Regions from separate parts of the Mus musculus genome. Here region 1 is linked to region 2. The links are chromatin contacts, called in public HiCAR-type maps. All regions are on one chromosome and are shown on one strand. Each heading gives the region's core, a stretch centred on a gene start, on an enhancer-like site or on the middle of the called end of the contact. The rest is flanking DNA. Distances are from core to core; before and after follow the strand shown. Region 1 holds the start of Elavl2 (ELAV like RNA binding protein 1). Region 2 has its middle 140 kb from the start of Gm25244.

What was found. HiCAR-type assays count read pairs that join an accessible place to other places.
Region 1: a HiCAR-type map of PVALB interneurons shows a contact between it and region 2, with 6 times the contacts expected there. The contact joins the promoter of Elavl2 here to the enhancer-like site in region 2. A contact is called at or near these places in 3 of 484 Hi-C or Micro-C datasets (the N1E-115 cell line, cerebral cortex and cortical neurons), 5 of 115 datasets of contacts at active chromatin or transcription factors (PVALB interneurons, SST interneurons, astrocytes and 2 more) and 1 of 9 other capture datasets (liver).

The regions. Positions count from the first base shown.
Region 1 is chr4:91,374,455-91,378,058 of GRCm38.p6, reverse strand. It overlaps Elavl2 (ELAV like RNA binding protein 1), which reads left to right and starts at 1,563. Exons shown (of 8, transcript NM_001347149.2): 1 at 1,563-2,123.
Region 2 is chr4:90,859,136-90,862,971 of GRCm38.p6, reverse strand. No RefSeq gene overlaps it. Among named protein-coding and RNA genes, the nearest start is that of Gm25244, 140 kb to the left of the region's middle. Within about 2 kb of position 1,846, at least 5 of the 459 cell types and tissues checked have an H3K27ac peak or open chromatin away from gene starts, as enhancers often do. A contact at or near this core is called in PVALB interneurons, where this site is marked.

The DNA of each region.
Region 1 (3,604 bases), core at 314-2,813, 520 kb before region 2:
GCTATTGTTATATAAAAAGTAGGAGGTGGGAGCTCCAAAATGATAATTCTAAATGGTAATTATACACATAGATTCAGGCCCACTTTTCCTACCCTAGTTGTTGTTATGCAAAATAATATAACTTAGATACTGTTACACAGGTTAAACGGGGGATAAACAGGTCCCCAGTTCTTTACATTAATCATTTATCAAACTCAAGGACGCGCTCAAGGAACACCAATTTCCTTTCCACTTCTAAGTCACTTGCTCTCAGACCATCTTTCTCTTTCCCTCTGACATTCCATCTTCCTGCAATGTTTAATTTCTACCGTTGCCTTTGCTCTCTTACATTATCAAGGACAGTGACTAGTAGCAAATAAACATAGTAGTAAAATAATTTTTGAGAGAAGAGAGATTATGTAAGAAATATATGTACTGTTTAGGAAGTTGAGGCTATCTGTCAAAACTGAAAAATTCCTTGGGAATGAACTAAGTTAGGTGGATATTGTTTCTCATTGTAAATACATCTAGGTAAATTTAGTAATCTCACTTTCACTTAACGGAAGAAATAAGTATGAATAAACCTGCACTTCAGCCTCTTGAATATTACTCAAACATGAGGTTGGAATAAAGAAATCTTCATCTATAAAGCAAAGACATAGACAGCACTTGGTCTACTGATCAAACTTTTGAATTCTCAAAAGAACCTGGTAAAGGCTGAACTATCTTTACTGTCAGCAATCCTTGTGAGGTTCAAGATCTGTATTGCCAGCAAATGCAAAGGAGTGGCTTGTTTTAATTTTATATGTAGCTGCTCTTTTTACCTCCAACTGAAGGACCTTATTTCAATTCATTACCTGTTTTTTTGTTTTTGTTAAGTACGATGTTTTTGCTACCCCCTTTTAACCCTGACATACATTGAAAGCTAGTTCAAACTGTACAGATTCAGTTGAAACCATTTCTATTTCATTCTTATTCTAAAAGGAGAGAGAGAGAGAGAGAGAGAGAGAGAGAGAGAGAAAGAGAGAGAAAGAGGTGGACATATTAAAATAGAGAAACATACACACAGTTACCCAATATCTAATACAGATGTAAAGATTACTGGAACACAAACCAAAAAAGGCATGCGGACAAGTAATGGGTGTACGTTCAAATCCCTCTCAAATCAAAGAGAGGCGCTCTCGATGACTCATACATACCGGACAGTTTACTATTACAAAGAAACATGCCAAAGATGCAGCCGTGAGGGCAAATAAAACGAATCTTTTGGAAGCAGAAAGACTTAAGAGGAAAATAGATGGTGCAATATCGCAAACTCTCATAGTACAGTTCCCTCCCACGTTGCTCTCTCTCTCTCTCTCCCATCTCTTTTTGCTTCTTGCATTTCCCTTCGCCGCCAGTGTTAAGTGTGTACCTCCCGGCACAACTTACCTTGAAACGGGACTCCATTGAGCTCTCAAGAGTGACATAAGTCCCTAGCCAATCACCTAGCAGAGCTTCGCCTGGGCGGCCTCAATAGAAGCGTCTCGCCCAATCAGAAACCTGGGGCGATGAGCATGTTGCGTTGTGGCGCAACTCGGCGTATACTTCCGCGCGTGCTGCCCGGGATAGGACTCTGGCAGAGCAGCTGCACACACGGCAGTGCGGAGGCAGAGAAGGGGTTGGTGATACGGTGCTATAAATCTGTGGTCCAGTCCACCTCCCTTTTAAGACGTCCTCCCCCCTTATTTCTGTTCTCACTTAGAGATGCAGCAGCTTACTCCTGTAGCGACCTACTAAAAAGCAACACGGAGAAAGACATCGTCTTTTTGAAAAAACGTTCTTTCGTCTCTTTTCTTTGTTCCTTGGTTTGTTTTTCTTGCACCTTTTTGTTTAGTTGAACGGCAATAGGAGTAGTCTCTCCGTCTTTTTAAACTCTCTTTTTTAAGTTTCCCCTCCCCTTTCATATTTTTTTTCATCATTTCTTTTAGCATTGGACTTTGGGGTCGAAAGCATTTCTTTTTATTTGCTTCTTTTAAGCCGAGCACAGTTTAGGTTTCGTGCTGTCTTAAGAGAACTATCCAGCAGCTTCTTGCTCATCCTTATTGGGAGAAGTGCACCGTTACTTTAAAAATACACATACACAAAAACCTTAAGGGAGAAAGGTAAGTTTCGGTTTGGTTTCTTTAATCATTAGTTGCAGCGATGCGCTGGCAAACCCAGAAAACCTGTAAGTGAGCGGAATACAGAATGTGAAGTTAATTGCACATGTTTGCCTCATTTCAAAGCGACTGCTTTGCTTTTTTTTATTTTTATTTTTATTTTTTTTATTCTTGAGAGCCAGACTAGAAGACAGTGGACGCATGCTTAACGTACTGAATATTCGAAAATGTCACTTGATAGAAACTTAAGTGGTAAATGTGGTCAAGATCCAGCAGGCTACAATGGGAGGCTACATGTTCAGTGAGCTTCGGGGTTGAGGTTGGAAGTTCATTTCGTGGGAAGAGAGGGATAACTTGAATGTTGGAGGGGAATGCATGCCTCTACTTTCGCAAAGGAATCGGAGGACTGGGGAAATCAGAAGCCCTGGACTTACTTGCAGATTAGACCAGTGGGGAAAATCCTCAGCTTAATTGCATTAACTAGATAGCGTGTGCCGGGGAGATGGGATTGCCAGATGGAATTTAGATGCTGCACCAGGCAGCGAGTTGTAGTTGCCTGGAAAAAGTACATACAGCCTAAGGGCTGGGGCTGGGCTGGGGCTGGGGTAAGGTTAGAAGCTGTCAAAACTCATCATTGCCAGAATTGAGGACTCTGATTCACGGATTCCAATGATTGTAATTCAGATTTTAAAGAAGACTGCCAATTTGGGGCCGAATCTTTGAGCCTATACCGGATATGAGATTCCCTTTGTTCAGAAAAGCGTAAATAAGATCCTTGGAGCCGTGAGTGTGAAGTGGCAGCTGCTTGGGAGCCTCGCGGTGCTGGGCGCTGGGCAGTGGATTCCAAGCCCTGTCCTTGGTCCTACGCAGCGGAGCCCGCCTTCCGGGAAAGGGAGACTCACTGGCAGCCGCGAGGCATCGCAGCTACCCAGGGAGCTGAGTCGGCTGTATAGCCCTCAGCCCCTCCTCGCAGCTCCCCTTCCTCGAGTAGCTATTGTTAAAACTGACGCCAGGAGAAAGATGGTTGGGGACGAGACTCTGGGCAGACAGGCACACGCTTCATTTTAACTTTTGTGATTTCTCCGGGTGCAGGGGAAAACAGCCGGCTTTCTACTGCGAAAGAGCGAATCCGGGTAGACGTGGGAAAGGGGGAGGATGCTCGCCGGGCGGCGAGGGCGGGGGAGGTGGTGGCGGACCGAGGTGCTGGCTTTGCCTCGGAGAAGTTTAAATTATCGGCACGAGGGGGTGTGGGCGAATGTGTGCGTGCGAGCGCCGAGTGGTGCTCGAGACGCAAAGTATGGGGGCAAGCTACAAAGCTGGCCCGGGTTGTTCATCTCTCGCAGCTCCCTACCCCACCCACAGGCTGGTTCCAAAAGCTAGCGCTCTGCCACCCCCCCCCTTCCCCGACTCTGCCTAGGGCGTGTGTATGGGGGGGGGGGGGAGTAGGGATGGCAAGGTGGCAGTGCCCACCCTGTACCTCTGTG
Region 2 (3,836 bases), core at 597-3,096:
CTAATTTCAGCAAGATTCATGAAAAGGACAAAAGACCGCATGGTCTTTGATTTGAGGCTACTCACTATTGCAACATAGTAAAGCCCACCTTGAGCAACATGCACATTAATTACTTTGTTATTTATGTTTCTCTCTATAGAGTATCAAATCTATCAAGGTAGGAGCCATGCATATATGATTCTGCAATATATACTTAGTACATAATGAAATGTATAACACAAAAGGTATGTTAAAAACTGTTTGGAGGAAGGAAAACATGAGTGGAACTAGGCATGGTGATGTATATCGACAACCCTAGCCCTTGAGAAGCTGTGGCAAAAGGATTGTAAATTGAAGGCCAGTCTGGATTACCCAGACAGATCCTGTTTCAAACCTCCAAACCAATCAAATAGAAATACCAAATGAAAGAGAGTTTTTTCTTTAATTCCTAAATAGGACCACACTTTTCACCATCATTTCTATGAAGTTATTAGAGAAATAACAGTGCTCACCATAGACTTACTTTGGAAAGCGAGAATATGAACTGAGAAAGCACCTCCATAGACTTGGCCTGTGGACAATCTTGTAGGCAATATTTGGAGTGGGCCTAGCTCACTGTGGGAGGTAGCACTGCTGAGCAGTTGATGCCAGATGGTATCAGAAAGCAGGCTAAGCAGATCAAGTGGAGCAAGCCAGTAAGCAGCACTCCTCCATAGTCTGGCCTCCAGGGTGCATGTCCTGTCTTGAGTATCTGCTCTAGCATTTAATTTTAGACCATGATCATGATTTGTAGACCAAATAAACTCTTTGCTCCCCAAATTGCTTTTGGTCATGGTGTTATATAACAGTAATACCTAAATTAACTAAATAAGACAGACATAATAACATATATTTAAATAAACCTATTTTAAAAGGCTCAGAACATATACTCAGCTACTTACAAACCTGTTGAGCTTCTATGATAGAGGTTGTAATCATGGAAGCTGAGGATAAAGCAATAGAGGTCACTTGAGTACCTTGTAAGAAGGCATTAAGAACAGAATTGGGGCAAACATCATTTCGCAGTGAAACTTCGAAAACAGGAACTGTTGCTTTTGTTCCTCCATGATGACCCTCCATCACTGGGCATCTAAGACATCTGCCTTTGTGTTAGAAGGGCAGAACTCCTCTCTGAAATGATAGTAGTTACAGGGATCACAAGAGTGATTGGAAGAAAAAGGACTGAGCTTCATGTTTTGATTGGGTGTGGTAGATCCTGCCTGATACCAGGGACAATCCTTCCAGTTGCAGTATTAAAAGAAAGTTAAGGGTTACTGGAATGCATCTTGCACGGTGCCAGAGTTTGGTTCTGAGTGACTGCCAAAACATACGAACAAAATCAAGAGAAAACAATCCCCACAATTGGAAACATCACTTACTATGTATGATTAATAAATGTTTTTGAGGACGATGCCAATTTGCAATAGAATAAAACCTGAATTCAATAGCTTAGGGGTACAGATAGGATAAGCTCCATTTGTCCTACAAGAAATGAGCACTAATAAAGACCATGCTCCAACAAGGAAGTGGCTCTACTGATTTTCAGAGGTTGAGTTTTTCCCAGTCTCTAGTTACTTGAGTATATTTTCCTTAATCGGTTGCTCTCATGGAGTCTGTACAGCTGGAGGCCATTTTTGGCTCAAAGAGTTGGTACTCTCAGACTATGTATTTTTCTCCCTCTGCCCCCCCCTCCCCCTACTCTGTCCATTTGCAGTTTTTTTCAAGCCATCACTATCTGTTGTCCAAATTAGTAACACTCCAATATAAACACTAAAATTCCTAATATAACATGGTGTTCTTAGGCAGCAGCAATGGGAGTTCAGCAGCCATGAAGAGGCAGCTGGAGCTGACTCATCTTCACTGCTACAGTAGTTACCAGTGGCTGGGTCATCCAGCTGCCTGCAGCACCTTCCCGAATTAGCCACAAGGGGGCAGAGATTGTAACACTAGGCTTTAGATTTTCTCACTCCACATAAAAGTCTTTCGCAGTCTCTTAGAGAAAGCCTTGGTTTTAGAAAGTTCAGGGGTTGTAAGCCTTCCAAATAGCAAAGTATAACAATGTACAAAGTTTTTATTAATATAGTAATATGTTAAATATAGAGATAATAATGATTACCTCTCATGCTCATGAAGAATTTGAGAAAACTAATGAGATCATATTTATAACACTCTCAGGCTTCTTCACAAATAATTGGTATGTAATTCCATGCATAATTAATGAGTACTTATTTGCTTTGTATGCACATTTGGTTCAGAGAGCCATTATGTTTTACTCTTTGGCTACACATGAATTTTAAAGATGAACAGATTGGAAATAATTGATTTGATAGACTACGTGCCAGGGCCAAACAATATGAATCCTAGGCAGTGGCATTTTTCTGGTACCTCTGACTTTATATTTAGTTCTCTGATTTCTCAGTGTTCCATAGATGGACCAAAGGCAGTCTCAGCTGCTTCAGAATGAACAATAGAATGTGATGTTGATTGTCAATCCTAGTCAAGTAAGTACACCGAATAGGTATTTTCAAGAAAAAAACAAACAAACAAACAAACAAACAAACCCTAAGATAAGTGGAATACAACTTTCAAGAACTCTATATAAATGGCCAATTCTCTATAATGGTGCTCAATGGAATTTGCTAGGAGTAAGAATTATCAGCAAAAGATGTTTAAAACTTCCCATTTGTATACATGAAAGGACAAATTTGATGCTTTTTTCATTCTGTCTTCATTTATGGGATGCTTAATTGAGGGCCTATTGCTTTCTTTTCATTCTGTAATCATGACAATTTAATAGCCACTATGCATAGTGTACTGTACAGGCTTTTCCTTTATTTATTTATTTATTTATATTTTATTTTAATTAGGTATTTTTTTTCATTTACATTTCTAATGCTATCCCAAAAGGCCCCCATAACCCCCAACTCCCCTACCCACCCACTCCCACTTCTTGGCCCTGGCATTCCCCTGTACTGAGGCATATAAAGTTAGCAAGTCCAATGGGACTCTCTTTCCACTGATGGCCGACTAGGTCATCTTCTGCTACATATGCAGCTAAAGACACAAGCTCCAGGGGGGTACTGGTTAGTTCATATTGTTGTTCCACCTATATGGTTGCAGACCCCTTTAGCTCCTTGGGTACTTTCTCTAGTTCCTCCATTGGGGGTCCTGTGTTCCATCCAATAGATGACTGTGAGCATCCACTTCTGTGTTTGCTAGGCTCTGGCATAGGCTTTTCCTTTATAAAGGATGATAAAATACTACTCAGTGACCTTGTTCAGGCATGCACGTATAAGGACAATGGCAATGCAGGGTATAATAAGCACTGAAGAACAATATTGGAAACAAACACCACTGTGAAAGTTTAACGAGATGTTGGGGACATGTAGCTTTCAAACTCCCGAAAACAAGTATAGTGACTTAGCTTCCACATAATTGTTTTATGTGTATATGCGGGTTTCTGTGAGTGTGAAAAGTACAGTCTGAGTCTTCTCGTTTGCTTTATTGTTACATTTTTCAATTGTAAGTTATAAATGTACTTTATATATGATAGAAATAGCAAATTATATAGTATATCTATATTAGATATACAAGTTGGAGACAATTCCTCCCAATTTATTGGCCTATGATTTAACTTCCTTTATTTTCTAGGGTGTTCTGAAGCACAAGCAATTTAATTTTCATGATCTGTCCAACATCTTAGCTTTCTTTCCTCTAGCAATCATTCTGTTTTTGTTGTATCTGAGAATTTTTCCTAACTTAAGAACAGTTTTCCTGACAGGCACGGTGGTGCGTTTCATCCTAGATCTCTGCGCGTT